Linked DNA regions of Zea mays: region 1 is linked to region 2. A link is a contact called in public Hi-C data. All regions are on one chromosome and are shown on one strand. The core of a region is the stretch at or near the end of the contact, and the rest is flanking DNA. Distances in the headings are between cores, read along the strand shown.

What was found. A called contact is a pair of places that touch in the nucleus more often than the background predicts.
Region 1: a Hi-C map of leaf shows a contact between it and region 2, with 3 times the contacts expected there. The contact joins the promoter of LOC103641787 here to the enhancer-like site in region 2. A contact is called at or near these places in 7 of 25 Hi-C or Micro-C datasets (bundle sheath, ear, leaf and 3 more) and 1 of 3 datasets of contacts at active chromatin or transcription factors (leaf).

What each region holds. Positions count from the first base shown.
Region 1 is chr10:129,389,730-129,393,765 of Zm-B73-REFERENCE-NAM-5.0, reverse strand. It overlaps LOC103641787 (diacylglycerol lipase-beta), which reads right to left and starts at 1,804. Exons shown (of 14, transcript XM_008665122.2): 1 at 1,166-1,804; 2 at 1-139. The coding sequence starts at 1,630.
Region 2 is chr10:129,149,622-129,154,122 of Zm-B73-REFERENCE-NAM-5.0, reverse strand. It overlaps LOC103641784 (U-box domain-containing protein 7), which reads left to right. Exons shown (of 11, transcript XM_020545843.2): 10 at 1-810; 11 at 912-2,100. The coding sequence ends at 1,773. Among protein-coding and RNA genes, the nearest start is that of LOC103641784, 44 kb to the left of the region's middle. Within about 2 kb of position 1,787, at least 14 of the 20 cell types and tissues checked have an H3K27ac peak or open chromatin away from gene starts, as enhancers often do. A contact at or near this core is called in bundle sheath, ear, leaf and 1 more, where this site is marked.

The DNA.
Region 1 (4,036 bases), core at 555-3,054, 240 kb before region 2:
CAAAGAAGCAGGAAGTGGATCTTCTTTCATTTGAGAGATCTCTTACAATGACAAACATGAGATAAATTGCTGCAACCAACTGCAATGCACCAACTGCCATACCAAATCTGGTCCACCACAACCAGCGTTTGTACCTCACCTTTTCAGCAAGATGAAAGAAGCGATGATAAGTTAGCAGGAATTCCTAAGAAAAAATGAAAGTAGAAATGCAACAACTGCATCTAAAAAATGCTTCCATCATTATCCCCTTATTTTACTGTTCAATTCATCTCTTTTTCATCCTTTTTGTTTCCTGTCTTCCTATATGCCTTACTACCTTCGCAAAATCCAACCATGAATATTTACTTTTCAAGGATTCCTTGACATGTCTGAACTGTAAACAGAGTGCTGCTATATTAACATTGGTTTTGAATATTTGGGCAGGCATACATTGTTAAAAAATGCAACACTGAATGACACTCAAATAGATGAAAAGACAAGGTCAGTTCAGAGTACAGCAAGAAGGGGTTATCCACACTTTGGTAATCGAGGCATCTCATAGCTCAGGGATGGAATTAGACCGCATGAACAAGCGGACAGTTGAAAGGGCTAAAATGGATTGATTCCAAATTGATAGACAACTACCTCCTAGATTACACCAACAAAACAAAATTGATGCAAATGGTAGCCATAGACCTATATATAAATATGAAACCAGGTTTCCAGTCATAGCTCGTATACCACACCAAACAAAAGATGCTTTGATCCGATGAAGCTTCCTGCCTTGAACTCATAGTAAAACCAATCTATGCCATCTCAATAGGCTCATTGCGCTTAACCACATAGTAAAACCAATCTATGCCATCTCAATAGGCTCATTGCGCTTAACCACATATGTTCCGCTGTCTGATCATGTGAATCAAATAAGCTCCCATCTCAACTTTTTTGTACATAAAAACTAATTTTCAATGCTAGGGAAGTTGCTTGTAGTCACAACTTAAGCCATAGACATATCAATCACACTGTGTTTGCATCAACGAGACAACTTAGACAGTAGCAGCTCGAGCTATTGGGACATGAGCTTGTGTAAAAGCAGCACAATCTAAGCTAAACCGTTCGCCAAACCAGCTTGAAGCCTTGAACCGACCACATCTAATCTAACCGAGGCAGAAAGTAGAGCTCTCACCCTAATCTCGTGGCGAGCTACGGCATCAGCTGCGACAGATGCGTCGCTCTCGTGGAGGTGGCGCTTAGCTATGGCGTCCGCCGTGGCGTGCTGCGCGCGCGCGGCGCCGATCATGGAGAGCACGCGGACCCCAGCCAGAGCGGGCGCCGAGGCGAAAGCGAGCCCCCCGCCGCACCCCGACGGGAGCACGGCGTCGATAATGTAGAGTCCGAGCAGCAGCACCGCGAGGTTGAGCCCGCCTACAAGGAAAGAGACCACCCGCACCATCCCGAGACGGAAGGATGCCGCCGCAGCCGCCGCCGCGGCGGAGTCGCCGGCGCGGGGTGGCATGGCGGCGGTCCTCCGCCGGGTGGAGGGCGGCGGGGGAGAGGAGGTCGCGCGGCGGCGAGGGAGGAAGCGGCGGAGGAGGAGGAGCGGGGGAGGGGTGGAGGACCCGCAGGTGGGGAGGAGGGGCTTTCTAGACATCCGGCCACGGCGGTGGTGGTTGCGCCCGCGCGGCGGCCATGCGCACGGAAAGCGGGGAACGCGGGTGGTTGGGGACGGGGACGGAAATAGACACGGGAGGACGGGGAGGGTCCTCGCACTACGGAGTACGGACGTTTCCGAGGTTGTGCTGTTCTGCTGATTGGCGATGGCGGGCTTGCAAGTGAAAATGAGTGTCTTTTCTTTCTTTATTTATTTTTAGAATTCGATTTTATAGATCTGAGATGAAAAACACAATAACACATGAATATGGATAGAAATTTCATAAAAGTGGTAGAAACTCGGTTTAACTACGAGACATGAAGGGTTGCACAACTGTTTGTGAATTTATGTGGCTGATATTGCTTTTGTGCAAAAGTGCCAAAATGTTAGATGACGTATATTTTTTGCCTTTATTGGTATGTACTAGTGGTTAGCTCACTCCAACGGAGCAGCCATCCGCCAGGCAAAGCTAAAGTTACCTTATTGTGGTATACTTAAGGAAACATTTTAAGTTGCATTGCCAATCTATTAGACTTTGAAGTGGACTAGAGTACTTTCTAAGGCGATACTCTGTTTGGTCCCCTGACTAAAATTTAGTTCATGACGTATCAAATGTTTGAATATCAATTATAAGTATTAAATATAGGCTTAATTAGTTTTAATAAATTCGTCTCATCTTTTAATCTTTGTCTATGTGATTAGCTTTATAATCAGACTATATTTAATGCTCATAATTATCATTCAAACATTCGATGTGATAGTGATTAAACTTTAGTTGTGTGGAACCAAACACCCCAGAGTCTTATATATGGTTGTGTCTCACAAGTCACAACCACTTTTACAAAACTTTTGTGTCGTTATGTAGCTATAACATGTCAATAAGTAGCTAGCATGGAAGTTTTTTTTCTTGATATGGGGTCTAATCATGACTTGTATAATAGGATTTCCTATAGTTTTTTCAACCATGTTTAACCTTTTGAGATATTTGCCACCACCTCCCTATGCAGGTGTGCTTGGCTCCGGAAGTCAGCGACGTGGCTTAGCCATCTCTAAACCATCATACCTCCTTCTCACCAACCATTCAACGGTGCTTATAACCCAACATCCACATTGTTTGTACACAATTGATGTTGCCCCTTCAGCACATGTTCAATCCCCACTTTGATTGTTTTTAGTGACTACCAGGCTCCATCCCCATGGAAGACGACAACACAACATTTACCGCTTTAGCTACTTCCACCACCTTACGAATACGCACTGCTTGTATAGGGCATCATGTATGTGCTAGACTGGGATTGACTAGAACCATGATGCTTGGGCATAGCGTCCCGTGGTATGACGTACCACCCCTTACTAATAGTGAAGTAGTGAATAGTGATGTCATACTATCGAATCGGCTCGTCCGATAGAAAATACCTGAACGACGCGTCGACTCCCTTCTACCTTTTTGTCTAAGTTATCTTGCTCTTACAGAATCTATAATTGAACTAAACAGGCCTTGAAGACTCTTTTAATTTTGTTAGGGGTTGAAGTAGCTTCAGTATTGTTTACTATAGATCGCTCACCCATGACAAACTGGGAGGTGATGACATTTTTTTTGTTCTTCACTGACCAATGTTCCTTGCGCCATTGAAGTAGGAAGTTGGAGCTGCTTGAAATCTTTTGTCAAAGAGGGTTGGATAAACTATCTATCCCTCACAGTTTGACAAGATCGTAAATCTATGACATATATGACGTGTCTTTTGTACTGGACATTAATTAATAACTAGCTCTAGCAACTTAGGCCATGTTTGGTTTCAATTAGACTTAGGACTAAACTTTAGTCATAGACTAAACTTTAGTCCCTACTTGTTTGGTTACAGGGACTAAATAGATTCTAAAGTCATTAAATATATTGTCCAAAGACTTAAATGTCCTTAGAATACACTCATGTGAGCTTTTAGTCTCTTTTAGCACCTATGTAAAGGACTAAAGACTAAATCATTTTAGTCCATATTTTAGTCCTAATGTTTGGCAAAAAAGGGACTAAATGGGACTAAAAACTAGAGACTAATCTTTAGTCCCTCTAACCAAACACCCTCTTAGACTTATGATATCCATATTCCTCGTTGTCCCGTGTGTTAAAGATAAGTAGTGCTGCACGTGCAAATGAAAAGGTTCTATAGAAGAATTCTTCGTTACACGTTGACGTATTATACCAATATATAATCACGTGGTCGGTCTGTCCACAGGCGGATGTTTAGTCGGGCCCACGGCCCACAAAATTTCTTTTATTAGCATAAAAATTAAATTTCATCGTAGACTTAAGATGTTTTCTACTGGTGTCATATGGCTCAGCTTGTAGCTTCTTATTCTCACGATTAATGGCTGGGCCAAGTTTCAGATTGACCAGCAGCTGGTTTCTTA
Region 2 (4,501 bases), core at 538-3,037:
CATGCCCTTGCCACCTGAGGAGCTGAGGTGCCCAATCTCCCTGCAGCTCATCTATGACCCTGTTGTTATTACATCCGGCCAGACATATGAACGAGCTTGCATCGAGAAGTGGTTCGACAGTGGCAACACAACCTGCCCGAAAACTCGCAAGCAGTTGTCCCAGCTCTTGAGGACGCCTAATTACTGCATTAAGGGTCTGATAGCATCTTGGTGTGAACAGAACGGGGTTCCTGCTCCATCTGGACCGCCAGAATCTCCCGAGCTAGACCACATGAGAATTTCATGCCTGGAAAGCAGCACATGTGTGGGGACTGATGGCGCTAACACTGTTTTGTTCGAAGAGACAGCTGCCAAGGATGATGCCAAGTCGGACATGGAGATATTCTCTCGTCAGAACTCCGGAGAGGCCACATCCAAACTACGTGTAGATGAGGTCTCACCGGAGAACTGCTTTACTCTTCAGAGCTCCAAGGAGGCTGCACCTGAGACATGTGGGGTTGTAGACTCTCTAGACAAGGGCAAGGGCTCTCACCAAGACTCCAAAGATGATGTGCCTGTTAGTGAAAGATGTGAACAGTGGCTCCATGTGCTGAACAAGAACGATGCTGAGAGCATGAGTGAGAGACTTAAGTTGGTCGAGCAGATCAGGATCCTGTTGAAGAACGACGACGAACTTCGCGACTACGCAGGTGCTAATGGTATTACTGAGCCACTAATCCATTTTCTGAAGATGGCTATCTACAGAGGAGATGTGCGATCTCAGGAGGTTGCTACAATGGCTCTGTTCAATTTTGCTGTCAACAATGACCGGTAAAGTACCAATGTTGCTTCGTTTGCACCAATTAACCAGTGTCAAAAAGGCGTCCACTGTGAGTGACGACGGATTTCACCTTTGCATCATTTGTTATCAGGAACAAGAGGCTGCTGCTGTCAGCTGGAGTCATCCCCTTGATCGAGCAGATGATACAGGAACGGGAAACCTGCGAGGCTGCCATCGCAATGTACCTGAACCTCTCCTGCATCCCCGAGGCGCAGGCGATCATCGGTTCGAGCGTCGCTATTCCTTTCCTCGTCAATGGCCTGGGGGAAGGTGGCTCCCGGAGCGACACGTGCCGCCTGGACGCGCTGCTCACCCTGTACAATCTCTCCCTGCACGCGCCCAACATCCCGTCCCTCATGGCGTCCGGCATCATCGAGGGCCTCCGGGGAGTGCTGACGCCGTCGTCCCCGTGGACGGACAAGGCCCTCGCGGTGCTGCTGAACCTGGCGATGACCCGGAGGGGCAAGGAAGAGATCGCGGCCAGCGCGGCCATGGTGGGCGCCATCGTGCTCATCCTGGACAACGGTGAGCCGGGGGAGAAGGAGAAGGCCGTGTCGTGTCTGTACGTGATCTGCAGCGGCGACGATGGCAGCAGCCAGACGGTGCTCCAGGAGGGCGTGATCCCGGCGCTGGTGTCCGTGACGGCCAACGGCACGGCCAGGGCCCGGGACAAGGCGCAGCGGCTGCTGAGGCTGTTCCGGGAACAGCGGCAGCGGGAGTTGGAGCTGGAGGAGATGCAGCCGCGGGTGGAGCTGCACGAGGTGGCGAGCCAGGCGGCCGCGCGGCAGGAGGAGGAGGAAGAAGAAGAGGAAGAGATGGCGCTGGCCGTTACGCCGGCCGCCGCGGCCAGTAAGCCGAGAGGCGGCGGCAAGAAGCCGCGGTTGCGCAGGTCAGGCTCCAGGAGGTTCACCAAGGCCTTCACGTGCCTGCTCAAGAAGTGGAGCCTGCGCTGAGCACTGAGCTGAGAAGGATCGGCCAGTCCGCCGGTGTAAGTGTAACTGACCTGTCTTCAAACTGTAGCGACGTCATTGTCCGTCTTTGTCCCTTTGACAAGCGTGTTGCGTTCTACTACTCATTAGTGGTTTCTTGAAATGAGCATGAGCAAACGAAAGCATACCGATCAATTCCGTTCAAATTAGGCATGAGTAGAACGAATAAATGACGAAACGCTCTCTATGACAACCACGCCTACAAGAAGAGCATCGGACTATTTATCCAAAATATTATACTCCGTTCTTTTTTATTTATCACGATTTAGTTCAAAAAATAAACTAGCGAACGATAAATATTCGTGAACGGATGTAGTATTTATATAGTTTTGTTTAATATCTTATTTATCATCGTGAATAGATTTGGGTTCGGCAAGGGTGATAACGCAAACTCACTCCGAATGGTGAACTGCGGAGAGCTTGAAGGTGGATATGAGGCTTGAGGTTATATTGGTTCAAGCCAGTCCAGTGTAGTGCTGATCATGTATTGCTTGGAGGGTGTTACAGTTGGGTGCTTGTCTGCAGTTGTGGATGGATTGGATGTCTTGTTCTAGGATGGGGTGGTCTTGCCCTTTTATAGCTCAAGGGTAGACTTTGCAATTATTGGACGAAGGGTCTAGATTTAATGTGTATACATACAAGGATACTTTATGTCCACAAGATACGTTCTTATTTTTATATCTAATACCTTCTATGTGACTGGTGATGACATGAAAGGGTATAAAATAGTATCCAAGGAACATAGAAGGGATTAAGACATTTGCGATGACAAATAAGATACTGAGAAAATTGCAGTGACATACAAAAATTGCCCCAAAACTCAATGGTAATATCAATGTTTTAGGTTTCTTATAGCACATAAATGTTTCCTTACATATAAAAAATGAGCTTCACCGTACCTATGGATAATTAGTAAAGAGTTTGAACAAATGTATGGCTCTTAAGATCAGTGAGCAAGCTCGCTCCTCAATTTCAAGTGTTTATGCTTACAACAACTCTAATTACTAAATTCGTAGAGAGGTATCAGAGCCTATATTGGCAACACGCCATCCTCCTCCTTTCATAGTCACTCCTACTCATGAGGTTTTAGAGACAGTGACCGCGACAACTTCAGTCTTGCGTTGCATCACACTCAATACTTACAGTGGCAACTAGCTCTTGAGTGCATCTCACTTAATACTTAGCAGGCACGCCTTGTTACCGAGTAGACCTAAACCACTTCAACTTCACTTCTAGAGTTAGAGTTAGCCAGAGTCCTCCCCTCACTATCAGACAACTACACATAGCTCTGATTAGATGATACCATATATGTGCATCAGATTTATCTTACTCTTCATGTCTTAGTGCTTGACTCGACCGCCTCCACACCACCTGTAGATCCTTAGGTTTTGGTACTTGATGCCGAAGGGGGAGAGAGCGAGTATGTTAGACACAGGTGGAGTAGGTGAGATGGACTCAATCTTTTGAATCTTCATGCATTCATGTTTACGTTAATGCATTGTATTATATGTGTGTCTGTATTTGTGTGAGATCATGTGACATATGTGTGTATTTTATCTTATTATATCTATCATGTCACTTGATCATTACTCGTTTATCATGTTTCTATTGCATTCTTGTTAAATGAACTTTAAATTCCATACTTGCACTAATTTCATATGCATTAAGTATTATAATGGATGATTAATCCTAGAGAGTAGCAAGTGTGCATCTACCTTTTATCATTAGATTTGTTTAGGTCCAGTGAGAGTTTGTGATGGTTACTCTTGGTGATCGACATCATCTAGATGGTTTGGTAGCGATCAGAAGTTTAGTGATCACTCGATGAAGATTGTAGATGACCCAATTTATGGTGGAAACGCTTAAGGATGATTTACCATGCCAGAGTAGCGAAGAATCAACCCGTAGAGTACACTTGATCCTTGCACGGATTAGGAAAAAGTCACACATTTGCATGGGTGCTCTAAGGAGGACTAGTGGAGAGCGTCGACTCTCCGCTACCTCAGGAAAACATGTCTGATACCTAGGAAAACCACGTTGTGTTCATAACCCTTTATTTACTTTGTGCATTTGCTTTTTATATAATTAAATTCTTGCATTTATATTACTATATTTATCATACTATAATAGAGTTAGAACAAAGAATGCAAAAAAAAACTTGTAAGAAGGATAGAACACAATTAGACGGAAGGGGTGAAATAGGATATTTGGCTTGATTTATCAATTCCAAGATATTTTAGATTAGTTTAGTTTATCCTTTCTCTTAGGAATATTGATTCTTTCAAGAAAAGCATCAAATGAATTGAATGGACAATTCATTTGGAGATATTAAGTATCTACTGGTCGCTTGTAGCCTTGTAGGCCTCGGTGTCTGGGTTACCCGATTTTTTGATCGGGTAATTTGGGTATTTTGAAATTCGGGGTAATGAGAACCAGGATCCAAAATATACCCGTTCACAATCCCTACCTAAAATTTTGGGTACCTAAAAATTCGAGTTCGAGTTTTCCGGATAACCCGATTTTAGTATTAAGTAGTAAAGACAAAAAAAGTAAATATTACATGTAACAAAAAATATACTTTTTTCAAAAAACTACTCATAAGTCTTATACATATTGATTGAAATTGATTGTTCATATATTAGTACATCATAACTTTACAATCGCATTACAATAATACAAGGATTTGAGTAAT